Linked DNA regions of Mus musculus: all the other regions are linked to region 4. Evidence: chromatin contacts called from public HiCAR-type, HiChIP or PLAC-seq and promoter capture Hi-C data. All regions are on one chromosome and are shown on one strand. The core of a region is the stretch at or near the end of the contact, and the rest is flanking DNA. Distances in the headings are between cores, read along the strand shown. Region 1 holds the start of Zfp939 (zinc finger protein 939). Region 2 holds the start of Zfp619 (zinc finger protein 619). Region 3 holds the start of Ctu1 (cytosolic thiouridylase subunit 1). Region 4 holds the start of Zfp788 (zinc finger protein 788).

Region 1 (6,719 bases), core at 3,648-6,147, 2.2 Mb before region 4:
TTTTAATCATTGTGCTCCCCAAATGTGGAAAAATTCCCAAATCCAAAATGTTCCTAAACACTTGAGATAAGGTATGCACATACCATCTCTCTAAGGTGTGACCACAGGTGGAATAAATGTGTCATCTGGACTGTGACATAGCTCAGTGGGTAAAGTCTCTTGCAGCCTGAGTTGAATCCGATCCCCAGGGTCCTCATGGTGGAAGGAGTCAAGTCCTTCAGGTTGTCCTTTACACATATGCGCATGCACACGTGCACACATCCAATGCACATTATAATTATATAATGCACCCATATGTATATATACACATATGCACCTTTAAAATACAAAAGTATCTAATTTTTCCCACACTAAACCAGTTTTGCACTGTGAATTCTTCATTGTTCAGGGACACCGACAGAATGGAAAGGTATCCCTGTGATGGACAGCCTATACAGACAATATTCACACGCCATGACTGGTATTCACTTTATTACATACATGTCAGTTCCACCGACTTGTCATTCTTTTAGTATCCATGGCAACAGAAGCTGCATCTCAACAGGTGTGCAGAAACTCTTCAAGTGGTCCCCCTAGTCCCTCAGATGCCACAACTCCGCAGTATCTGCACCACTGCAGCATGTCTGCTGGCACTTTTCCCTGGCCATGTCTGACATTTGGTGTCCTTAGACCAGGAATGCCAACCAGGCTCATACCACATGCCACATGCTTAGAAATCCAGGTGCCATCATTGAGAACTGAGATTAGCAACATCTGCCATAGCAGTGGATGTGGGACAGGCTACACGTGCTGGAGACCTGTGTCCTGTGTCCCGTCCTTGCTTCAGGTGGTGTTGCAGATGCAATCTGCTACCTAGGTGGCCCAAAATGGAGCAGCACTGTGGGAACTTCTGTGGTGATCTACATGAGCTTTCTGTCCTGGCATTGTGGTGTAAGTGAAGACAGATGGTGCAATGGGGGTGGGAAGGGGACTATCCTTCCATGGCTTTCACCCAGAAATAACCTCAGCATGTCAATCTACAATGTTGCCTTCTAAACAGGAAAGGAAGCTACCGAGAACCAAAACTCAGTGAAAGGACAGCCTAACTTTAATCAAGTTTCAGAAAGCCTGGCCTTAGCAGATGCACCGGCCAGGTGTAAAACATTCTAGAAAACACGGAGGGAAGCAACACAGCCAGTCTGGCCTTCTGCCTTTTGCACCAGGGACAGGTTACTTGGTCCAGCTGACTTTGGGGATGTCATAGTGCTCAGTGAGTGTATCCAGGTGTCGGTTGAAGTCCTCCACTCTCTGCTTGTGGGTTTTTGACGCCTTCTTCAAGATTCTTTCCATTTGCCGCTTCTCCTGCATCTTTTCGAAGGCTGCCTGCGCCGGTGTGCGCTTGTCCAGGCAGCGCCTCTTCTCCTCCTCCTCACTCTTCTTGCTCGTCCCCATGGCCTCCAGAATCTTGGCCTTGTCCTTGTCTTTGTCCTTCTTCTTCTTTCGCTTTGTCACACCAAGCTCCGCCACGCCTTTCAGCTTTAGGGGGCCCTTCTGAACCTGCTCATAAGCCTCCATAGCACTCGCTGCCGTAATTACTTCAAAGTGTCCCTTTTTCTTCCTTTGACTTCGACTAGCAGGTTGAAAGTTAAGAGCCGCGACTTTCCTGCTGAGATAGAACAAAGGCCACATTACTTCATCTCCCGCTGTTAGGCTACAAGTTTCAATCCCCTAAACCAGCAGCTTTTTACCCTCTGAAAGAGCAAGAAAGTTTTTCGGACTTTTTAGAAGGTATCATCATTTCAGCATCAGTCTTTAAAACCACACCAGAGTCCTACTCTGTGTCCAATTTCATCTTGCTCCAGGCTGGGAGGCTCCCGGCAACTCACTAGAGTTGTGCTGTTACCAGTGATTTGTGAATCAATTAACAACTCTAGGACCTCTTGAGTCTGCACTGAGTCTTCAGTGTATAAGTATTTATTACATATACCAAAAAGGAGATGGCATTCTCTGGTTCTCACTTGCAGAAGTAGCCCCCCCCCCTTCTGATTTCCATTGAACTTATAATTTCTTTGCTTTTTTTCACCTTATTTAATGTGTGTGTGTGTGTGCATGTGAGCATAAGGTATGTGATGGCTAATCTTGGCTGTTGGCTTTACACCCCCTGGGAAGAGGAACAATTCCACAATTAGTCTGTGAGCTTGTCTGTGGGGCACTTTTAAAAATGATAATTAATTTAGAAGTGCCCAGCCCAACATAGGTAGTACCATCCCTAGGCCTGGGTTGTATAAGAAAGGTAAGCTGACTGTGATCTGGTCAGCAACCCAGTAAGCATCATTTCTCCAAGGTTTCTGCTTCAAGCTCCTGTCCCAGTGGAGTCCCCACCTGTATTTAGTCAGGATTCTCTAGAGTTACAGAACTTATGAAATGTCTCTCTATATTAAGGGAATTTACTGTGATGACTTACAGTCTGTAGTCCAAGTACCCCAAAAATGGTCAGCCGTGAATGGGAAGTCCAAGGATCTAGTAGTTGCTCAGTCCCATGAGGCTAGTTGTTTCAGCTGGTCTTCTGTAGAAGTAGGTTCCAACAGATGTGCTGGCAAGTAAATGCAAGCAGGCGAGAAGAGTGAATCTTCCTTCTTCCAATGTCCTTAAATAGGCCTCCAGCAGAAGGTGTGGCCAGATTAAAGGTGTATACTACCATGCCTGGATCTGGGACTTGTTTTGTCCCAGGCTGACCTTGAACTCAGAGATCTCCTTGCCTTAGTCTGCTGGGATTAAAGGTGTTTACTACCTTGCCTGGGCCTAAGCTTTTCATAGCCAATATGCCCCATGCTAAGATTCAGATCAGAAACTTGTGTCTTCCAGCCTCAAGATCTGGATCACAGGGGAACCTTCCAATTCTGGATATATAGTCAAGTTGACTACCAGGAATAGCCATTACACCACCTTGCGGAATGAGTTGTTTGGGAATGCAGGTGACCCAACCCATGAAGAGAGGAGAATGAAAATGGTTTGCATTGACTTCAGCAACCTGGACCAGACTCAGCGAGTCTAATGTTAGGTGGTTCATTGTTAGAGTATTTTGAACACAGTAGTTTGGGGAAAAGCTTCCTTCCAGGAAACAATCATTCCAGATCTAAGTGAACAATACAGCTGAAGGTTTTACTGTATAGAAACTCCTTTACAGAGTACATAGAACCATGGGGATGGGTTCTACAGCTAAATACCCTAGGAATCTCGTGTGGTCTTCTCTCAATAGCATAGAGGCTAGCAGGCCATAAAATACATGTGGCATCCCCACTAAGGGTGGGTTTTATTAATTAGAAGCAATGGAGGGAGAGATGTTATAAATCTTGCAGGATTTAGGTAAGATCTGCCTCTTTAGCAAAAAGTGAGTTTGGTCTGCCTCCACAGACAGCACAAATGTCACCAGGTCATTAACAATATCCACTTCTAGTCTTCTGGGTGAAAAAAACAGCATTTTTATCTCTTCCACTGAGGACAGAACGCCATGTGTTTAACATTCCTGGCTTCCTAATGCTCTGTGGGCACAAGAACTTTTGTGTGCCTAACATGCCCTGACTTTTCTCAAAGACAGACTTTAGGTTATAAGCCAAATAAACCCTTTCCTCCCTGAATTGCTTTTGGTCAGTGTTTAAGCATAGCATCAGAAAAGCAAACAGTATGGCTATCACAGAGCATATATGGAGGTCAGAGGACAACTTTTGAGAGTTGGTTCTCTCCTTATAGTATCTGGGTTCTAGGAATGGAACTCATGTTATCCAATTTGGTGGAAAACTCAATGAGGCACCTTTATGGCTTTACTTTTAAATAATAAACAAAACCGTGTTATTTATGAACAACATGGCCAAATAACACCATTTGTGTTTTCAGATAACGAATTCAGAAGTAATCTTGTCTGTGTGATATAATTTTATTGCTGCCCTCGAGTATGGATTAAAACAGAATCGACATCAGGTAGAGTAACACATTAGCTGTAAATTAACTCTAATCACAGAAATGTTCAGGCTTTATAGAGATTACTACCAGTTCAAGGTCATATCTGTAACGAGTTCCCAGCAAGTCACGATAACATACTGAGCCAAAAAGAAACTGGAGGGATGGTTTAAAGAGTAAGGGTGAATCTCCAAGTGTGAGACCCTGAGTCTGAATCTCTAGCATGTACATAAGAAAGTTGAGGGCTATAGAGAGACTGGGGACCACTGGGGTGGGCTGGCTGCCAGCTTTCCTCCAGGTTAAGCAAGAAGCTTTGTCCCAGGAGAATAAAGTCCACGTGTCACAGAAGAAGATTTTCAACCTTCTTCTCTGGCCACACATGTACACATGTAAGTAAAAGAAAATTTGAGAAAACAAACTTGGCCAATGAGATGATTCAGTGAGTAAAGGCTCCTACATCAAAGCGATCCGTGGGACTCACATGGTAGAACGAAAGAACAACTCTCACAAGTTGTCCTCTGAACACTACACGTGTGCCAAGGCAGGTGAAACCCCACGAAAACAAATAAATAAATAGGACGTAAAAACGACAAAAAAATAAAACAAGAAAAATCTGCTAATTAAATGAAAAGAACAAAACAAAAGCAAAAATCACAGTTACTATTGAGTCCTTCGCCAGAGGCAAATTCCTTTCTACATGGGTGCAGAATAGTTACTTTCACTCCGTGGGATTGGAGTGCTGGCGGCTCAGAGAGCACACTGTGACCTGTCTAGCATTTGTTGGTCACTGGAAAGACACCCCTACAGCTCCTTTCTCCTGTCACTCAGGAGGGCAAGGCCTGAATCCCTGTCCAATCAAAAGCACTGTTATAGGAGGATCCAATCGGATTCCCTGAGAAAGTAGGAGGGCGGGCATTGAACGAAGGTTCTTTTTATCCCCGCCCACTTACCACTACCCACCCACCACCATCGGGGTTGGGATCTGTCAGGCGCTTCTGCTTGGTATCTGCGATTCTCTGCCTCTTTCTGTCGTCAGTGCCCATCGCTGCTGGGGGAAGCTCCGTAATTAGGACCCTGGTGTCCAGGAACCGGAAATGGTGAGCGCATGGCGTCCTGACCTGGGCTCAGTGTTGGCACACCGCACCTTCCCGCCTGGCCCCTCCGGACGGTCCCGTCCAGCCAGGCACTGGTGTCCTGCCAGGGCTGATGGGTTTTCAGGCACCTGGGCCGGGGTGGCCGAGAAAGGCTTTTGAGAGTGGCCTGGCCAAGGCGTGCTGCGGAAAGAGCAGTCGTCGCTGCATCTAGGCCAGTGCGTTCCCGGACTCGCGCTGTGTTTTCTGCTGGGTTCTGAGTACGCCTTTGGGTGTGTGTGTCTGTTTTCATGTCTTTGTGGTTTTTGAACCGGACTCTCCAAATCTAGGTGTACGAGCGCCTGCCAGCACTATGGCTTTGCTGTCGCGAAGCATTTCCTTAAGTCACTTGGGTTCTCTAGGACGTTGGCTGTGTGAATCTTCTACCATTATTGAGAAGGCAGTGGCTTATTACCTCCCTACCTCTTCTCCACTGCTCATCACCTGCGGAGGTGGGTCCAGGGCTAGCTTGTATGCGTCTGCCTTTATGTGTCTGGGGATTGATCTGAATCTGTGTGATATGTCTGTATATATGGCATTGAGGATGGAATACCTGGAGATTTGTGCATATTAGACAAATTCTGTGCCAGGATAGAGACAGGGTCCCAGTGTAGGCCAGTGTGGCCTTGAATTTGCTATCTTCCTATATTGGCTTCTAAAATGTCTGGGATTATACTCATGCACCATCAGGGCTCATACTGGGTCCTTTTTGTGTAGAAGATTTGGAGAGCAGTGGGATGCTTTAAGTGGGGTTTAATGAGCTGTCCTAGTAGGAATATGGAAGACCTTGTTGCTTTGAGTGATTTGAACTGTGCGGACCTGACCAAAGAGGTTTCAGTGGCGAAGAACTTCAGTATGTGGCCTAGAGACTGCTTTTGTAATATTTTGGTGAAGTTTGTGGCTGCTTTTTGCCCTTGTCTGAAGAGTCTGCCTGAGGCTAAGGTGCATTGACAAAGGAATTCTCAGAAACACCCATCATAGACTTTGTTCTCTGGTTAAGTCTCAGGAGCATTTTTGAATAAGTTTAGAAAGGAAAAATATAAAATACATGGTTTGAGTATTAAAGGGGAACCAGGAAGTGAATCGGAGCTGAAACCTGTGTTCAAAGATATTAAATCGAATTAAGGGAGTGGAGCTTGGGGTAAGATCCCACCCAGCCAAATTTAGGTTCAGGTGTGGTAGTACAAGCCTTTAATCCCAGGAGACAGAACCATGCAGATGTCTGAGTTCAAGGTCAATCTACAGAGCAAGTTCCAGGACAGCCAAGCTTAGGCAGTGAGGGAGTTGGAAAACAGAAAGCTAGTGATAATGTAATAGAACAAGGGGGCCATGTTCCAGCCCTAGAAAGCAGCAGAACTAGGCAGTTCCAGCCATATGGCTCTGGCATCATAGTCATGAGGAGGAGACTACTGGGACAATTGATGTTGGTGAGCTGGTGCTAAGAAATTAGCAGTGATTAAGAAGAGACCACCATCACTAAGGTGAAATCTTCTGAGAAGTATTTTCTGAGAGCACAAAGAAGTTGTGTTCCAGAGATAGCCAAGGATGCACTTCATGCTGCAGCTGTACTTGGTAATGTGTAAGAGTCACACAGGTGATACTGGTTTTGAAGGCATGAAGGGGTCATGGAGAGCAGCTGAGGCTTGGCGCTGT
Region 2 (6,330 bases), core at 3,069-5,568, 2.1 Mb before region 4:
TTACCGCTTTTAGTATTCTATCTTTATTTAGTGCATTTGTTGTTCTGATTATTATGTGTCGGGAGGAATTTCTTTTCTGGTCCAGTCTATTTGGAGTTCTGTAGGCTTCTTGTATGTTCATAGGTATCTCTTTCTTTATATTTGGGAAGTTTTCTTCAATAATTTTGTTGAAGATGTTTGCTGGTCCTTTGAGTTGAAAATCTTCATTCTCATCCACTCCTATTATCCGTAGGTTTGGTCTTCTCATTGTGTCCTGGATTTCCTGGATATTTTGAGTTAGGATCTTTTTGCATTTTCCATTTTCTTTGATTGTTGTGCCGATGTTCTCTATGGAGTCTTCTGCACCTGAGATTCTCTCTTCCATCTCTTGTATTCTGTTGCTGATGCTGGCATCTATGGTTCCAGATTTCTTTCCTAGGGTTTCTATCTCCAGTGTTGCCTCACTTTGAGTTTTCTTTATTGTTTCTACTTCCCTTTTTAGGTCTAGTATGGTTTTGTTCATTTCCATCACCTGTTTGTATGTTTTTTCCTCTTTTTCTGTAAGGACTTCTACCTGTTTGATTGTGTTTTCCTGTTTTTCTTTAAGGACTTGTAACTCTTTAGCAGTGTTCTCCTGTATTTCTTTAAGTGATTTATTAAAGTCCTTCTTGATGTCCTCTACCATCATCATGAGATATGCTTTTAAATCTAGGTCTAGGTTTTCGGGTGAGTTGGGGTGCCCTGGACTGGGCGAAGTGGGAGTACTGGGTTCTGATGATGGTGAGTGGTCTTGGTTCCTGTTAGTAGGATTCCTACGTTTACCTTTCGCCATCTGGTAATCTCTGGAGTTAGTAGTTATAGTTGACTCTGTTTAGAGATTGTTCTTCTGGTGATTCTGTTACCGTCTCTCAGCAGACCTGGGAGACAGATTCTCTCCTCTGAGTTTCAGTGCTCAGAGCACTCTCTGCTGGCAAGCTCTCTTACAGGGAAGGTGCGCAGATATCTTGTTTTTGGACCTCCTCCTGGTCGAAGAAGAAGGCCCAAAACAGGGCCTCTCTCAGAAGCTGTGTTGCTTTGGCAGTTCCCAGAAGCTGTCAGCTTCTGTGGTGCAGACTCTCACCTGTGCAGACTAAAATCCTAAGTTCCAGGGAGTCCTGGAACCAAAATGGTGACCGCTGCTCCTGAGGCCGAGGCCGTCTCCCGAGCCAGGCGGACACCTGTCCTCTGGTCCGGATGGTGGCCGGTTATCTGCGGCCCGCCCAGGCTGCTGCCTCAGCGGCTCTGTGCTTCCGCCCGTCCCAGAAGCTGTCCGGTTCTCTGGTGCACCCTCTAACCTGTTCAGACTAATTTCCTAGGTCCCGCGGAGTCCCGGAACCCAGATGGCGACCACTGCTGCTGAGGCTGAGGCCGTCTCCCGAGCCAGGCGGACACCTGTCCTCTGGTCCGGATGGTGGCCGGTTATCTGCGGCCCGCCCAGGCTGCTGCCTCAGCGGCTCTGTGCTTCTGCCCGTCCCAGAAGCTGTCCGGTTCTCTGGCGCACCCTCTAACCTGTTCAGACTAATTTCCTAAATTCTGCTGAGTCCCGGAACCAAGATGGCGACCGCTGCTGCTCTGATTTGTTTTTCTTGAAGCACGTAAGGTAGAACAACATGTGCTTCACAGTGGCTGTCTTTGCCTCAGCTTCCCCAGTAGCTGGAACTACAGGCGTGCTTCGCCAAAACCTGACAGGTACTATTTAAAACAGCTCAAAAGTGATCTTATTTTCTAGTATAGCCTACATTGTTATTTTATAGTCCAATTTTCTAATGTACATTAAATTTAGTTATAACAAATCCATGATTATAAGATTACCATGGAGTTAAAGTGACAATATTCATCTGTATTAATTGTCATCTCTGAGGCTGACTGCCTCCATCTGCTAACCTAAGCCTAGTCCTGGAAGCCTCTAGCCTCCATACAATTTATCTAGGCCTAGAATGTTTTCAGCCTCTGAGACTTGCTGCTGAATAAGCTCACACTTTCTTGTTCTTTCTGAACTCTGGCTGGCTGGTTCAGCTCAGCTGTTCTGGCTCATAACACCTCTCCAAGCTGACTGATTCAAACTGTCTTTTTTCTTGGCCTCTGACTGAATTGCTCTGCTTGGCTTCATACTAACTCTTAGCAACCTGTTCTAATCTTCTGGCTCCTTCTCATTCTCTGGCTTGTTTTGTGTTTAGCTTTTTCTCTCTTTAAACTGTCTCTATAAAACTCTTCCAGTAAAACTGCCTTCTCCCTCTCTCTGCACTGCTTTTTCTTAGTTTCCCTTTCATCTCTCTTGTGATAGTTGGGCACATCCTATTCTGTCAGATATTTCTCTGATGTGTCATTCTGTCTGATAGTCAATTAGACATCACTCTCCAACATGGGTGCTTCCTTCTACAAACTAACTTTACCTTTATTGCTTGGGATTCAACATGTGTGCTAAGGGCATGTTTGTATCCACCCAGACGGATTAAAGGTCTGTGCTAAGGGCTAAGCCACACCACAACTAGAAATAGGAATTTTTTTCCCACCAGTAAATAATACAATCTTGGGGTTCATTACAGTTTTTTACCTCTTGGGTTAGAATTCATGCATAGAATTCTAAACTGTTGGGTTGATTGTTGATATTATATCATGCAGCCATCAATGCTCTGATTCCAAAACATTCTGTCATCCTGCAGAGTAATTTAATATTTTTATAAATTTTTAATAATTTTATTTATTTACGTTCCAGTCACCCCCCCCCATGCCCTTCCCCACAGTTCCTCATCCCATTCCTCCTCCTCCTTGTCTCCACAAGTGTGCTCCCCCCACCAACCAAGCCTCCCTCTTCCCTGGGGCCTCAAGTCTCTTGAGGATTAAGCACATTTTCTCCCACTGGGAATATATATCTGCTATATATGTGCCAGGGGCCTCGAGTCGGCCCACGTATGCTCCTGGTTCAGTCTCTGGGAGCTTCCTGGGTATTTACAATTTTTTTTTGATACTTAAAATTTACTTTCTGTAGACATTTATCAAGTGCTTATTATATGATAGGTGGAGTATGTTTGAGATGTTTGAACAATTTTAGTTTAGGGTATTTCCATAGCTCAGGCCAGCTCTGCCTCAGTCTTTGAAGTTCTGAGGTTACAGTCCCTTGCCCCCAAGCCCAGCTTCATTTTCTTGGCATTAGTTTGTTGGCAGCTGAAATAAACCAAGTTGGCCTTGTACTCACAGAGATCCACCTGCCTCTGCCTCAGGAACGCTGGGATTAAAGGGATGCGCCATCACAGCCCATGAACCCACATTCTTACCTCTCAGTATCAATTGATAAGTATCTTATTAGATTTCATTTTATTTCATGGGCAAAAGTAGAAGGCATGAGTTCCTCTGAAACTGAATTTACAGGCAGTTGTGAGTTGACAGATGTGTGAGCTTGGGAAGAGAACTAAGGTTCTCTGGAAGAGCAATACACACTCTTTAACCTCCTATCCTCCAGCCCTTTTATTTATTTCTGTAATTAGTTTTTTGCCTTCAAGTTTGAGGTGGGTACCCAAGATTCAACCTCTGGTTTCAACCATGCTATGGAAGCATTGTATTACAGAGTGTTTCTGTGTTGTGTGTGTTTCTGTTCTGAGACTGGCCTTGAATCCAGTCTGTAGCCTTGTCAGATGCCTGATTTTCCTGCCTCAGCCTCCCATGTACTGGGATTACAGGACCTAGCTAGACTGGTCTCTAAATTTGGCAGTCTCTTTATCCCCACCTCCCTTTCAAAAGTAAATAACAGTTGCGCTTAAATTTTTTTTTTTAATCAACTTTTGGAAAAGCGAAATGGCTCAGCGAGTAAAGGTGCTTGCTTCTAAACCCTATGAATTGAGTTCGATCCCCAGGACCCATAAGGTGCAAAGGGGCCATCAACTCTAGCTAATTGCCCTTTAACTTCCACTCATGCTCTGTGGGACACATGTTCTTCTGCCACACTTTTCTTTTAACTAAATACATGCAATTAAAATTTTTAAATTAACCTTTTGTATAAAAATTCACGGCGATCCCTATACTAGCCATTGCGTGTAGTGGACAGTGCGAACGCACGACTCTAGACGGCAGGTCCAGCTCTGGAAGGCAGGAGTAAGTTCCTAAAAGGAAAACTCCTTCACGTGTGTACTCGGGGGACAAGCCACGGGCCACAAGGACCCGCTGGGCTGCCTTTGTCTCTTCGCTTCCACTCTCTCCTGTCACTCCGGCCTTGCTAGCCATTCAGAGCAGCCAGACCAGCTGTCCAATAAAGGGCGCTGCCGAGCGGCGAGAGGCGGGTTTTTCGCCGCCATGCTCCGGGTTCCCCTTTAAGGCTGAGCGAGGTGCCACTTGAGCCGCGCTTGCGAGCTCCGCTGCCAGGACCTGTGGGGAGAGTGCAGTCGAGATCGGAAGCCGCGCCATGGTGAGCAAGGGGCTGCTGTCCTCAGACGGGGAGGAGAGGCGGGCTGAGCCCCGGGAGGCCGTCTGGTGGAGCCTCCTTGCGGCTGGAGCGGAAGCGCTGTTCTGGGCCCCGGCTCTGGTCAGCTCCGCCCCTCGGGCCGCGCTTGCGTAGAGCGCAGAGCGCGGTGGCAGGAGGCTCCGCCCCTCTCGCCTTTTCGGGTGACGTCACTTTGTTACGGGCTCTTAGGCAGTGTTGTGAGTCCAGTTCGTCTCAGTTATCTTTAAGAGGTTCTGTACTTCGCATTTCATTATTTAGGTTTAGAATACACTTAGAGTTAATTTTCGTGACAGTTATAAAGTCCTTTATTAATTTCTTACATATAGATGTTAAGGTGGCTCACTAATATTTATTAATGAAGGGAATTCCTTGAGTTTTCTTTGTTTCTTTGTCAAAAACAGCTAACTGTATTCTTTTACCTTTATTTCCTAATTTTCTCTTTATCTTTTTATTGTGAAATAGGACATTTGTTTTGGCTTTTGAAATAGGGTCTCTCTACGAAGTCCTGGCTCCCTCCGGAGCTCTCTTTGTAGACCAGGCTGGCCTTGCATGCACTCACAGATATCCTGCCTCTGCCTCCGGAATGCTTTGATTAAAGATGCTGGGCTGAGAACATTCTCCAGAGTAGATTGCTTTTATTATTGTAGTTTAAACAAAGTTTTACAGTCAGATGATAGTGCGCGCGCGCGCGTGTGTGTGTGTGTGTGTGTGTGTGTGTGTGTGTGACCTATTCTAGTGTGCTGACTGTTTTCTTTAGAGATAGACACTCATGACTCAGTCTATGCTTAAACTCGCTGTGTTACCGAGGGTTAACTTTGAACTTCTGATCTTTCTTTTTTCACTCACCGCAAGAGTGAGTGTAATTCAAAAAGTGAAAGAAACTCGAAGTACGGAACCTCTTAAAGATAACGCAGAGAAACTAGACCTGCAATACCACCCGATTAAAGACTAAAGATATGTGTCAGCCATTTCTGTCTTTATGTAGTGCTTCAAAAGGAACCCAAGGCTTCTTCCTGCTCCTCAGAAGGCTCTATACCAACTGTGCTACTTACCAGTCTCATGTGTTTTCCCTTCCCGCACAATCTTTATTTTTAAGATTTATGTATTTTATATGTTTGAATGTTTTGTATGCATATTACATAATGCCTAGTTCCCTCGGAGGGGAGAAGATGGCGGTAAGTCCCTTGAGCTTGAGTTGATGTTTGTGAACCCCACGGGTGCTGAGAACCCAATGGGGAATCCCTTGCTAGAACAAGATTTCTTAACCACTTAGCTTTCTCTTTAACACTGCAGTTTTCTCATCCTGTGTTCAATTTCACTTTGCGAGGTCAAAAGACCCAGGGGTCTTATATCACACATGCTACATATCAGATATTTACATTATGACTCATACAAGTAACAAAATTACGGTTATGAAGTAGCAACAAAATAATTTTACAGTTGGGGGTCACCACAACACGAAGAACTGTGTCAAAGGGTTGCAGCACTAGGAAGGTTGGGAACCACTGCTTTAGACTTTGCATACAACCGATAGAATTAGATTTGTTATTAAGTAGCTAGAACTTCTTTTTTAGATTGTGTTGAATCTACAAATCTCTAAAAAAAAAATGGCGTATATATGTGTTTGTGTGTGTAGACTGGTGGGCACACTACCAAGCATGTGTGAACATCTGAAGACAACTTTCAGGAATCGGTTCTTACGTTGTATGGACCCCAGGTGTCAAACTCAGGAATTCAGATTTGGCACCAAACACCTTTAACATGCTGAACTATCTCTTGAGGTCTCTTGAGTTCTGTGTTGAGTTTATAGTTTAATTTGAGAAGTAACATAATTTTAAAGCTTTTGGTCCACAATTGGAATCTTTGCGCTCATTTAA
Region 3 (6,283 bases), core at 821-3,320, 2.0 Mb after region 4:
GCGTTGGTCCTTGATTCTCTGCAGTGTGGTGAAGTCTTTCTCCTTCTTCCCTTACTTAGCTGGAATCAATTTGTCTGGGATGCTGATGAAGAGGGGCTTGGCACATAAGGACCACAGGACAGAGTAGACAGGCCAGACAAGTGGGCTCGCTCTAAGCTTGCTCTATCTAAGCTCGCTCTATCTATCTAAGCTCGCTCTATCTGTGGTGCTGAAGCACTATTCCCATAGCCTAGGTCAGCAGTTCTCATGCTGTAGGCTGTGACCCTTTTGGGGTCACAGGAGTTGCTTAAGACCATTGGAAAACACAGATACACACATTATGAGTCATAAGAGCAGCAAAATTACAATTATGAGGTTGCAACAAAAATAATTTTATGACTGGGGTCACCACAACATGAGGAACTGTGTGAAAGAGTTGCAAAATTAAGAAGGTTGAGAACCACGGAGCTGAACCCAGGCTGGTAGCTCAGGGCCGTAATTCCAGCTACTTGGAGGACCGAGGCAAAGGATTATAAGTTTGAGGACTGCACTGGCCACATGGCGAGACCCTGTTTAAATTTAAAAAGCATAGAAGTGGTGCATTCTGGGGCTATAGCTCAGTATTAGAGTGCTTACCTAATACCAATACTGAGGAGTTGGGGCATGGCTCACTATTAAAACCTCTGCCTAGAGTTTCTCCAATGAGGTGCTGGGAATATACCTAGCTTAGTAATAGAGCATCCACTTAGAATCCCCTAATGAGAGGCTAGGGTGTGGCACAGTGTTAAAACCCCTGCCTAGAATTTCCCAGTAAGTTCCTGGGTAGTAAGTGGCTCAATAATCGAGTCCCTACCTAGAATCCCCTAGTGAGGGGCTGGAGTGTGGTTCGTCGGTAGAAAGCTGTCTGAAACTGGAGAATGATCCACAGTAGGAATGCTTTTCATTTCAAGTGCATAAACAGCAAACTGCAGAAAGATAATGGGGCACCAGGTCAGACATGAAACAAACATCCAGTAGAAACAGACTGGGGAAGCTGGGAACCACACACAGTCTGCAGGAGGCTGAAGAAGAGGATCCCAGGAAGACAGACTCCCAACTAACCATTCCCACCACAGATGTCCTATGGGATGAGAAGTAGCAGAGGTCTCTGGGAATGGGTCCCATCCTATCTGTGTTCAAGGATACACTATTTTTCTTCTAAGAACTTACTCTCCTGTTCTTAAGGAAGTAGCGTTTCCACTTTATTTGGCTGTTCTCTTTCACTTTCTCACAGGACCAGGAAGCCGGCTGGTGACTGAGGAAGCGGTCTTGGAGAACGCTTTAAGACAAAATGCTTGGGTCTAAAGTCGGGCTGGGACGCCAGGTTCCCGGTGACCTTAAACAGTACAAGACGACAATTTACTGATGTGTATTACAATAGCTTACATAGCTGTGTGTCATCTGGACTCCTTCCACCTTTGTGAGAAAGGAAGGAAGGAAGGAAGGAAGGAAGGAAGGAAGGAAGGAAGGAAGGAAGGAAGGAAGACAGAAAGGGGCAAGATTGCATACACCTTTTATCTTAGCACTCTGGAGGCAGATGCAGGTGGGTCTCTGAGTTCAAGGCCAGCCTGGTCTATATGGCTAGTTCCTCCAGGACAGCCTAGGCTACATGGTAAGATCCTGGGGAGAGAATCAAAGAAAGAGAGAGCAAGGGAGAGAGACACAGAGAAGAGGGAGGGGGAAACAGTAACAGAGACTGAGAAGCAAGCAAGTAGCAGAAGTATATGATAGTCCACAAAACTAGGAAATTATACTGCAGCCATTCTGATTTCAACCACTTCTGATTTCAACTTCCCTTCTGGTGACCTCGCGTTGCCGGACAACATCAGGATTCTGGGCTCGGTTCCCAGGCCCTGGTGTGCGCCCTACAGAGTCGGCCCGTGGGGAGGCATTTGGCAGAAGGAAAGCTGTACTCTCAAGTGTTTCTGGGAATTGGAGTCCAAGCTGCTGTAGAGTTACAGGCCCGCGTCTGGAGCTGTTGCATTCTGGAAGTCGTAGGCAAAGCAGTTCAAGGCCTTATGGGAATTGTAGTCCCAGGGCATTTTTCCGCTCCAGGCTTCCGCGTGGCAGGCAGAGTACTCAGCTCGTTCCACTCAGGTTAGTGTTCCTCTTCCTCCGGTTCCTACGGGCTTGGGGCCATGGTGCCACGGGAGAGCTGAAGGTCTTTCTAGAGATTTGGCACTCGCTTTTATGATTGTCAACTCGCGTTCTGGCCAGGATCTCCTAGTCTGGTCTCTTGCCAGGCCGCTTTGTTCATTTGGTGGTAACAGATCATCTGCCTTCTCTTGCCCCTGTTAAATATGTTCTGGTGACGCCTCTTCTGCCCTTTAGGAGAGTTGGCCACCCGGAGGCACCCCTGAAATTTGTTTTGTAGATCAGGCTAGCCTGGAACTTGCAGAAATTCAACTGCCACTTCCTCTTGAGTGTTGGGATTAAAGGCGTGCACCACCACGCCTGTTATTACCTCGGGGGTTTGCCGCCAGTCTGTACACAATTCTTTCCCCCATCATCCCAGATACTTACTTAATTAGCATAAGCCCTGTTCGCTCCGTCAGCTAAAGACTACTGATATATCTATCAACCAGGTTCCCTCCATGATCTCAGGGCTACTACTGATGTGGTATCCCCCTTTTCTGTTTCTGCGTGTGTCTGTAAGCTACTCCTTACAATAGCAACCCCCTCACAGGATTAGATGACTGAGAACAGAGAGTGTATTTACACGCCATTCTGCATAAATGCGGGGGTAGAAGGTGGTGGGCACTCTCAGGAGACAGATAAGCCAGGCAGAAGGGACAGATTTGGGGAGCACTTGAAAGGTGCCCTGCAAGGATCCTAAGTGGGTCGTTAGGAGGTCAAGCCTGGAGGCACCTCTGAGCCTGATGATTCTAGGGCTTGCTGGGCAGGGCGTGAGGAGAAGTGAGGAGAGACTGGTGTGAACCTAATCCGGGCGAGAGGAAGGGGAGAAACAAAGGCTGAGGAGGATAGTTCAAGGGGCAGTGCTCAGCCAGGAGAGTTAGGGGAGTCTTGAGGGCTGCTTGCTGGGTTCAGTGATCAGAAAGAACTCTTTGGGCCAGAGGAAAGGAGTGTTCCTGGGATACTTGAGAGCATTCTGGAAAGGAGCCACGGGGCCTCCCAAGCATCATTCACGGACCTGTCAAAAAGGTAACTGGGCTGGATCTGCAGGTTGTTATATGCAAATTGTCGTGAAGGAGGGGAGGCCAAGGCAGAGACCAGTGACCCAGACAAGCAGGCTGTGCCAGTGTTCTGAGTTGTGCAGGATAATCAAACAATGAGGGTCACCTTAGAATGTAATCGGGCTCCAAGGCAGCAAGGAGGTCCAGCCTCAATGAACTGAACGTCAGGCTCTTTCTTTTTATTTAGCGTTTACTTTAGGTTGTGTCTCCTTTAGGACAGGTACTTCTGGGCAGCAGAAAAACTTTTAAAATAAAATAAGAATTAGGTTGCATAGTTAAATAATATGTGAAGATTTAGGTGGAGGTAGTCTTTTTTTTTCTTCACAAAAGTTGTTTTTTTTGGGGGGGGGGGTTAAAAAGTTTCTCAAACCAAAACTCCTCATCAAAGGAAACATCACACCCCTGAAACTTTGGTCCCTCTTGTGGACTGTTTGCTGTACTCAATAATGCAAGACATCGCATATGTATCAGGACTGTCTTGTACCAAGTCATGCCAAGGCCCTAAAGCTCCTTCAGAAAACAACTTCATAGACAATAGAAAATGATCTACGTCTTCTGCGATGACGTCTTCAAGGTCAAAGTACTTCTAGAGAACAATTCATTTTGATGTCTATTCTTGGTACACTGAAAGACAACCATTTCATTCTAAAGTTTACCCTAGATACAGCGATTTACTAGAATTCTTTTTTTTTTTTTTTTTTTGGTTTTTCGAGGCAGGGTTTCTCTGTATAGCCCTGGCTGTCCTGGAGCTCACTTTGTAGACCAGGCTGGCCTTGAGCTCAGAAATCCGCCTGCCTCTGCCTCCCAAGTGCTGGGATTAAAGGCGTGCGTTACCACTCCTGACGAGTTACTAGAATTCTACTGCAGCCCTGGCCATGGAGTAGGTGGGAAGTGTCTGGCATCTGAGGCCACAGAAGGATTGGCTGTATCCTTTTAGGGGATCTGAGCATGAGTTCTGAGGATGGACTAGGGACCTTTGGAGAACAAGTCAAGACTGGACTTTGAATTTTGAGCCCCACACAGGATGAGTGACCAGAGTGGTCCTAGACCTCAGGGCTTCTAGTCTGAGCATCTGGAAGGACAGACCTGAGCTCCACTGCAGGACACCATTCGGTGAAAGGAATCAGGGAGGTCGGAGTTGAGATGCAGTGCTCAGTGGTACCGGTCCTGACCTCATGGAAGTTCCTGACAGTAAACAAATATTTGCCAGATCATTCTGGTCATTGTGGTAAATCCCAGGGACAGCCTGACCTGTTCTGAAAGGCGGGATGCTCCCGGGTAGTCCACGCTGGAGATGAGGTGGTCTGGGGGAGAGGCCTGAGCTTGGAGAGATTTTACTGATTCATTACAGCTGGTGATGTAGAGGAGATGCACGCAGCTTCTGTGTGCCTAGAAGAGGCCACTATGCCTTCCAGGGGAAGCAATCAGGACCTCATGCGGGGTTCCAGTATCTTACCTCCCCTACTAAAATCCAAACATCTGGAGCCCTCTGCTTCCGAGTAGCAAGCTCTTCCGGGATCTGGTCAGCTCTGGAAGTTGTCTATGATTGAGACTGTAGCAAGAGTGACTGCAAAACTGTGCTCCATTTCCTAAAACAGACACAATTCCATTCTGTCTATCCTTTGCATGGCTTCCCCCTCTGTCTCCCTGAAACCCTGTCGTCGGGTTTTTATTTTCTTGGTATAGGAAGAAGCTGCCCTTCCCGTGGGCTCCCCTGTGTCAGGGCCACTCAGTAGGACGCCATCTCCACAGCCTCCCCACAACACAGACTATCCGTGTGATCCACTTCTTTCTCCCCTCAGCTCTGAAATGCAGATATCCTGGATAACCAGCTTCCCTTTTGGGTATCTTGTGTGGTCCCCTCCCCTCTTCTCTCCCGTCAACCCTGCAGTGTAGACTCCCCAGATGACTCCCTTCTCTCTCCTCCACAGTGTAGACCTCTCAGACGACCCAGTTCTCTTTCAAGATGCCCGCCCCGACGTGCTTCTCCTGTCACAAGACCCGTGCTGCCCTCCGTCGCCCACGTTCTGGGCAGGCGCTGTGCGGCTCCTGCTTCTGTGCTGCCTTTGAGGCTGAGGTGCTACATACAGTGCTTGCCGGGCACCTGCTGCCGCCGGGCGCTGTAGTGGCCGTGGGTGCCTCTGGTGGCAAGGACTCCACAGTGCTGGCACACGTGCTGCGTGAGCTTGCGCCCCGCCTGGGCATCACCCTGCACCTGGTGGCGGTGGATGAGGGCATCGGCGGCTACCGGGACGCCGCGCTGGAGGCAGTGCGCAGTCAGGCGGCGCGCTGGGAGCTGCCGCTCACCATCGTGGCCTACGAAGATCTCTTCGGGGGCTGGACGATGGACGCCGTGGCCCGCAGCACCGCAGGCTCCGGCCGCAGTCGCTCCTGCTGCACCTTCTGCGGGGTGCTGCGGAGGCGCGCGCTGGAGGAGGGTGCGCGCCTTGTGGGAGCTACACATATTGTGACAGGTGAGCACTGGTGTGCAGCAGGAACGGTGTGGGTGTGGAAGAGTAGTGTGCCAGGAAGTGCAAGATAGTGGGGTGGGCTGGGGTCTCCACTCCCCCCCCCCCCTTTATGGTGCTGAGAACTTCCACTGTCCCTCCTTTTTATCTCTGGGTTCTGAGTGTTCGTTCCAACGCCCACCTCCACTCTCCCAGGCCCCAGTGTCTCTATGGTCCCTTTTACATTTTCTCCTTAGGGAGGATCTACCGGGTCCTCTCATCTGCTCCAGGGGTTCCCGGCCTCTTCTCCACTTTTCCTGTTGTCCAGGGCTTCTTGGGGCCCCCCTCCTCGTGTAAATACCAGGCTTGTACACACGCCTCAGCTGGGGCCTACTGAGTCTGGCCATTGGCAAGAGCAACAGCAGGCTATGAGTGCGGTGACACAGCTCTGAGGGGGAAAGGTATCTTGGCAGTCAGGAGCCAAGGAATATCACAGAGTCACACCATACAACAAATCTCGCACAAGAGATTGATTGAAAGTGACACAAGAAGGTGGCTGCCTCTGCTGCAGTGAGAAGCCATGGAGTACTGAGCAGGGGACCGGCTTAGAGTATTTAACATGGA
Region 4 (5,992 bases), core at 508-3,007:
ACTATCTAATGAATTGACTAAAGAGCTAATACAGTAGTGGATTACCTTGGGGTAAGGGGCTGGTCGCCCTATCTAGCTGTTAAGCTGCAGTTAGCTTAGCTGTCAATGTAGTCAGAGATCTGAGAAGAATAAATTATAATCTAGATGTCATATATTAATTTTAATGTGTTTTATAAAATGGAGCCAGTGGTACCAAAGGGAGCGCCTGCCTGCCTAGGCCCATGCCAAAGAGTTCCCTCTGAGAAATCAGCTATAGGATGAACTTAGTATGAAAGGGAGTTTATTTGGAACCTGGGGAAGTCGGTAGAGGCAGAGAAGACGGGGACAGAGAAGAACAGAAGAAAAGAGAAAGAGGGGAAGAGGCTGGCTGGGGACATTAGAGGGAGGGAGGGAGGGAGGGAGGGAGGGAGGGAGGGAGAGAGAGAGAGAGAGAGAGAGAGAGAGAGAGAGAGAGAGAGAGAGAGAGAGAGAGAGAGAGCGCGAGCTTTTTTATCAAGCCAGGCTCTTACCTGGCTGTTGCTAGGTAACTGGTGGGCGGATCATCAAGGAAGTGACCATTACTGATGAATGTTTGCACCCACAAACATAGACAAAAATCTTTGAATTTGTCCCAGCATTACAATAATAAAAAAGGTGTACTAACACTTGGGAAAGAACAGAGTAACAAAACAGTATAATCAGAAACTTAAACACAAAGAAACTAGCTGCCTTATGGTCCAACTCTAAAACTCCACCTATTCCAGTCAGAGTAGTTGCCCATGCCTTCATTCAACAATCAGAACGCGTAGACAGACAGATCTATTGAGTTCTAGGCCAGCTTGGTCTACATGCCAAGTTCTAGCTAGTGAAAGTTACTTAATGAGACTCGGTCTTTTTTTTTTTTTTTTTTTTTTTTTTTAATACGCAATAAGAACCGCTAAAATCATCACTGCTGCAGGGCCCGCACAGCATCAGAGTCCTCAATGGAAGCTTCTGGCCCGTCCAGACAGATCTGCCCAGGGGCCACTAGGAGGGGTCAATCTCAGGTTTCTGAAAACTACTGGACGCTGGCTGTCCCACTGTCACCCGCCCCTATCCCGGGAAAGATGACCACAGCCAACTCGGTCGTTTGCCCTACTCCATCAGGGATCAGTAAGCTGCTACTCGCTTACATAAGCTTCACCACGGCGGGGTTCTGCGCTGTCCTCATGGCTCCGCACAGCGGGCCCACAGTGCACTGCACTCCTGTCCATTGCGTACCTCTCCCTCAGAGGCAAAGCAGAACACTGAGCACCGCCTGCAGGGAAGACCCGCCTCCTATCCGTGCTTTCTGAGGGAACTGCATGTCCCGATGCTTTGATTGGCTAAAGAGGCGTGAGTGACAGACGTTCCCTTTGATGGAAAGGAGAGCTAAAGGCGTAGGGAGAGCCACACTCCTTCCCAGTTGTGTGTTCGCTAAAGGGTGCAGACCTGTTCCAGATCCAGGGAGATTTGCATTTAAGCAGAATTGTGTAGTGGGCAGTGCACATGAGCGACCCTGTGCTCTGAAGCAAGGAGTGCCAACTAAGTGCAAGAAGACAGCCGAGCCAGTTCTGGGAGGAAGAAACAGGTTCTGTGTAAATGTAGATCTCACTGGAGCTCATTCAGGTCCGCACATAGGGCCGAAGGCAGGGCTGGGAGTGACTAGCAGTACTGGTCCCTTCAGTCATGTGCAGCTTAAGGATGCTATCACTCAAACATTGCTAGCCAATCAGAGCTTCCAAGTAGGCAGTCCAATCGAGTGCCAGCGGGAGGCGGGATTTCTTGGCCGCCATGCCACCTTCCAAGCTCTAAGACTGAGGTAGTCGCGTTGGAGACGTTGCTCTGTACGAAGTGCACCGCTGTGACAAATTATGAGGCAAATTATGTGAAGAGAGCGGGTGAGCCTGCAAGCCGCGCTATGGTGAGCAAGGGACCCTTGTCCCCAGATGGGGTGGATCCGATGTGGTGCATCCTCACCGGGGTTGGGGCGGGCCTTTTGGTACTGGCATCAGGATTCCCCCTCCCCGTGGGTTTAGAGTTACTCCCCACCCCCACGCCCTTGCGGGCCTTGGGGGGGGGGGGGGACGACTTGATGAGCTCTGTCCAGCAAGAGGAGTGCCTCGATGTTGGTGACGTCAGTTCCCTGTATGTGAGCACTGGTAGTGTTGTTGGCGTTTCACCACACTGCTAACCTTAAGACCCTCTAGGTTTTCTGTGTTATGTTCTTGATGTTCTGAATGCATGGTGCAGGCTGTATTTAGATTTAGGTTCCCCCCCCCCGGGGTGGGTGGGTGGGAGGGTATAGGGGGGCTTTCGGGATAGCATTTAAAATGTAAATGGAGAAAATATCTAATAAAAAAAAAGGAAAAAAAAAAGAAAAAACGTATTCATTTTTTTTTCCTTTTACAATCTTTTGGGAGAGCACTCCCCATGTTTTAAATCCATATTTATTTATTGCGGGCTGGCAAGTGTGCCAGTGTGCCTGTGGAAGTCAGAGGATAGTTCCTGAGAATAGGTTTCCCACTGTGCTGGCCCCAGGGTTTGAATTCAGGGCAGCAGGCTTGGAGATAGTTACCTTTACTGGGCCTTTCCAGGCCCTCTCCTATTTTAACTTTTTTGAAGGTTTATTTTTATTTTATGTGTATGAGTATGTGCTTGCATGTGTGTATATACCAAATGCATGTGCAGGCCAGAACTGGATTTGGATCTCCAAGAACAGTTTTAGATGCTTTTCAGATGCCACGTGTGTGCTAGAAATTAAACTTGGGTTCTCTTTAAGAGCAACGAGTGGTTTAAACCACTAAGCCGTCTCTTCAGAACCCTAATTATTAGTTTAAGGATTATTTATGTTTTGTATATGTATGTGTCTCTCAGTATAAATGCTACATGTGTGTGATTCCCCACAGAGGCCTGAAGAGGATGTCGGAGGCCTTGAAGGTAATGAATGTTAAATGCTGTCATCAGCCACTGAAGTGAGTGCTGGGAACCAAACTCAGGTTTTCCAAAATAGCACACTCAACTGCTGAGTCATCTCTCCAGCCCTCCGTGTACTTCAGGGGACACTGAGAGACAAGTGTAAAGGTCTCTGGAGAGAGGTGTCCTTCATATCCTCGTCTGTCTGAATCCGTAAGCCCTAGTACTGAGCTTTTCTGTCCTACACAGTTTTCTCTAGGTGGGGCTGAATGGAACTACAGGAAAGTCTGAGATCCTAGCTTGAGTCCCCAAAACCCTCTGTGGCAGTTCCTCTTAACTTCTCTAATGCCAGCCTTTAATACAGTTCCTCATGTTCTTGTGACTCACGACCATAAAATTATTTTTTCATTAATTCATTAATTCATTCATTAAATTTACATTCTGATCAAAACCTCCCTCCCCCTCTCCACCCAATTCCATCTTTACAAATCCCTCCCCACGTTGCCTCCTCTCTTCCTGGGGCATCCAGTCCCAGCAGAACTAAGCACGTCCTTTCCCACTGAGGCCCAACCAGGCAGTTCAGTTAGGGGAAGGAGATCCAGGGGCAGGCAACTAAGTAAAAGACAGCCCCCACTCTAACTGCTAGGGAACTCAGATCAAGACCAAGCTGCTCATCTGCTCCAAATGTGTAGGGGATATAGGTCCAGCCCCTACATGCTTTTTGGTTGGTGGTTCAGTCTCTGTGGGCCCCCATGGTCCCAGGTCTGTTGGTTCTGTAGGTCTTCTTGTGTTATCCTTGATCCTTCTTTCTTGCTCAATCCTATCCCCTACTCTTCCAAGCTCCTCCTGATGTTTGGCTATGGGTGTCTGCATCTGTTTAAATCTGCATGTGACTCCTGTCTACAAGCATAGCTGAGCATTCACTAATAGTGTCAGGGTTGTGTCCCATTTGGGTTGGGTCTCAAGTTGGGGTAGTCATTGGTTCCCTCAGACTCGGCTCCATTTTTATCCCTGCATCTTTTGTAGGGAGAACAAACTGGGTTGAAGATTTTGTCGATGGGGTGATGTCCACCTCCCTCCACTAGAAGTCCTGCCTGGCCACACTAGGTGACCACTTTAATCTCCATATCCTTCACTGGTAGAAAAGAACCTCAGCTAGGGTCACCCCCATAGACTCCCTGAAGCCTCCTCCATCCATGTCTATAGTTAGTCCCAGAGATGTCTTAGAACCATTTCCATTTCTTTGCCCAGCACTCTCCTGCCTACCTCCAGCCATACCTGATCCCCATCTCCACTGCTCTCTTCACCTCCTTTCCCACCCAGTTCCCTCTTTTTTATCCACCTCCAGTGACTATTTTGTTTCTTCTTCATGCATTCCTTCTTGGGCATGCCCTGTTAGTTTCTTTGGTTTTGTGGATTGTAGCATAGGTATCCTGTACTTTACAGTTAATGTCCAATTAATTATAAGTGAGTACATGTCTTTCTGGGTCTGGGTTACCTCACTCAGAATAATATTTTTCAAGTTTCATCCATTGCCTGCAGTTTTCATGATGCTCTTGCTTTTAGTAGCTGAATAGTAGATGTACTACATTTTTTTAAAATCCAATCTTCAGTTGAGGGGCATCTAGATTAATAAAGCTGTTATGAACACGGTTAAGCAAGGATCCTTGTGGTATAATGGAGCATCTTTTGGGTATATGCCCAGGAGTAGGATAGCCAGGTCTTGAGGTAGAAGTATTCCCAGTTTTCTGAGAAACCACCAAATTGATTTCCAGTGGTAGTACAAGTCTGTACTCCAACCAGCAATGAAGGCATGTTCTCCTTGCTACACATCCACACCAGCAGGTGCTGACACTTCAGTTTTTGGTCTTAGCCATTCTGACTGCTTATAAGATGGAATCTCGGAGTCTTTGATTTGCTTTTTTTGATAACTAAGGACATTGAACATTTGTTTAAGTGTTTCATGGCCATTCAAGATTCCTCTGTTGAGAATTCTCTATTGAGTTCTGTACCTCAATTTTAATTGGGTTATTTGGTTTGGTGGTATCTAATTTCTTGAGTATATATATATATATATATATATATATATATATTTTGAATATTAGGCCTCTATTGGATGTAGGATTAGTAAAGATATTTTCCCATAATGTAGGCTTCTATTTTGTCCTATTGATGGTATCTTTAGCCTTACAAAAACTGTCCAGTTTCATGAGGTCCCACTTATTAATTGTTGATCTTAGTACCTGAGCTATTAGTGCTCTGTTCAGGAATTTGTCTACTGTATTCAAGGCAGTTCCCCACTTTCTCTTCTATTAGATTTTTAGTGTGTTTGATTTTATGTTGAAGTCTTTGATCCACTTGGAGTTGAGTTTTTTGCAGGATGATAGCTATGCATTGTCTTAATTGGTGTTTCCATTGCTACGAAGAGACATCATGACCAAGGCAACTCTCATAAAAGGAAACATTTTATTGGGGCTGACTTACAGTTTCTGAAGTTCCATCCATTATCATCATGGTAGGAAGTATGGTAGCATGCAGGTAGACATGATGCAGGAGGAGCCTGGAGTTTATCTTGATTTAAGACTCTCTTCTGTAGGAAGCCTGGAGGAGACTCTCTCTCCACACTGTGTGGAACTTGGGCATAGAGACCTCAGACCCCATTCCCACAGTGAAACACTTCCTGTATAAGGGCATACTTCTTTCAATAAGGCCAAAATCCTAATAGTGCCACTTACCATGGGCCAAGCATATTCAAATCACCACTTGAGGCTATTTGCATTCTTTTACAAGCAGACATCTAGTTAAATCAGGACCATTTGTTGAAGATGCTTTCATTTTTCCAATGTAAGGTTTTGGCTCCTTTGTCAACTATCAAGCATTCATAGTTCATAAGTATATAGGTTTATTTTTGGGTCTTCAATTCTATCAATCAGCCTGTCTGTGTTTATGTGAATACCATGCATTTTAATTAGTATTGCTCTGTAGTGTAGTTTGAAATCAGGGATGGTGATGCCTTCAGAAATTCTCTTATTGTACAGGATTGTTTTAGGTATCCTGGGGTTTTGTTTTTCCATATGAA

Evidence for each region. Promoter capture Hi-C pulls out the DNA fragments that hold promoters and counts their contacts. HiCAR-type assays count read pairs that join an accessible place to other places. HiChIP or PLAC-seq counts read pairs in DNA pulled down with a chosen protein or histone mark.
Region 1: a HiCAR-type map of astrocytes shows a contact between it and region 4, with 6 times the contacts expected there. The contact joins the promoter of Zfp939 here to the promoter of Zfp788 in region 4. A contact is called at or near these places in 8 of 39 promoter capture datasets (the 3T3-L1 cell line, cranial neural crest, frontonasal cranial neural crest and 4 more), 3 of 484 Hi-C or Micro-C datasets (cortical neurons, rod photoreceptor and uterus), 1 of 115 datasets of contacts at active chromatin or transcription factors (astrocytes) and 1 of 9 other capture datasets (adipose tissue).
Region 2: a contact with region 4 is called in a promoter capture Hi-C map of pre-B cells, with 14 times the contacts expected there. The contact joins the promoter of Zfp619 here to the promoter of Zfp788 in region 4. A contact is called at or near these places in 6 of 39 promoter capture datasets (cranial neural crest, embryonic stem cells, hippocampal neurons and 2 more), 5 of 484 Hi-C or Micro-C datasets (CD4 T cells, double positive thymocytes, muscle stem cells and 2 more), 3 of 115 datasets of contacts at active chromatin or transcription factors (Th17 cells, regulatory T cells and thymic regulatory T cells) and 2 of 9 other capture datasets (adipose tissue and liver).
Region 3: a contact with region 4 is called in an H3K27ac HiChIP or PLAC-seq map of thymic regulatory T cells, with 8 times the contacts expected there. The contact joins the promoter of Ctu1 here to the promoter of Zfp788 in region 4. A contact is called at or near these places in 3 of 115 datasets of contacts at active chromatin or transcription factors (extraembryonic endoderm stem cells, pro-B cells and thymic regulatory T cells) and 1 of 9 other capture datasets (adipose tissue).

Annotation. Positions count from the first base shown.
Region 1 is chr7:39,444,621-39,451,339 of GRCm38.p6, forward strand. Zfp939 (zinc finger protein 939) reads left to right here and starts at 4,898. Exons shown (of 6, transcript NM_001243021.1): 1 at 4,898-5,033. The coding sequence starts at 5,031. It also overlaps the pseudogene Gm5590.
Region 2 is chr7:39,513,448-39,519,777 of GRCm38.p6, forward strand. It overlaps Zfp619 (zinc finger protein 619), which reads left to right and starts at 4,319. Exons shown (of 4, transcript NM_001004139.2): 1 at 4,319-4,417. The coding sequence starts at 4,415.
Region 3 is chr7:43,669,961-43,676,243 of GRCm38.p6, forward strand. It overlaps Ctu1 (cytosolic thiouridylase subunit 1), which reads left to right and starts at 2,071. Exons shown (of 3, transcript NM_145582.1): 1 at 2,071-2,115; 2 at 5,144-5,686. The coding sequence starts at 5,179. It also overlaps a transcript of Siglece not described here.
Region 4 is chr7:41,631,774-41,637,765 of GRCm38.p6, forward strand. It overlaps Zfp788 (zinc finger protein 788), which reads left to right and starts at 1,758. Exons shown (of 6, transcript NM_023363.3): 1 at 1,758-1,921; 2 at 2,907-2,937. It overlaps Gm51480 (a long non-coding RNA gene), which reads right to left and starts at 1,240. Exons shown (of 3, transcript XR_003946761.1): 1 at 1,152-1,240.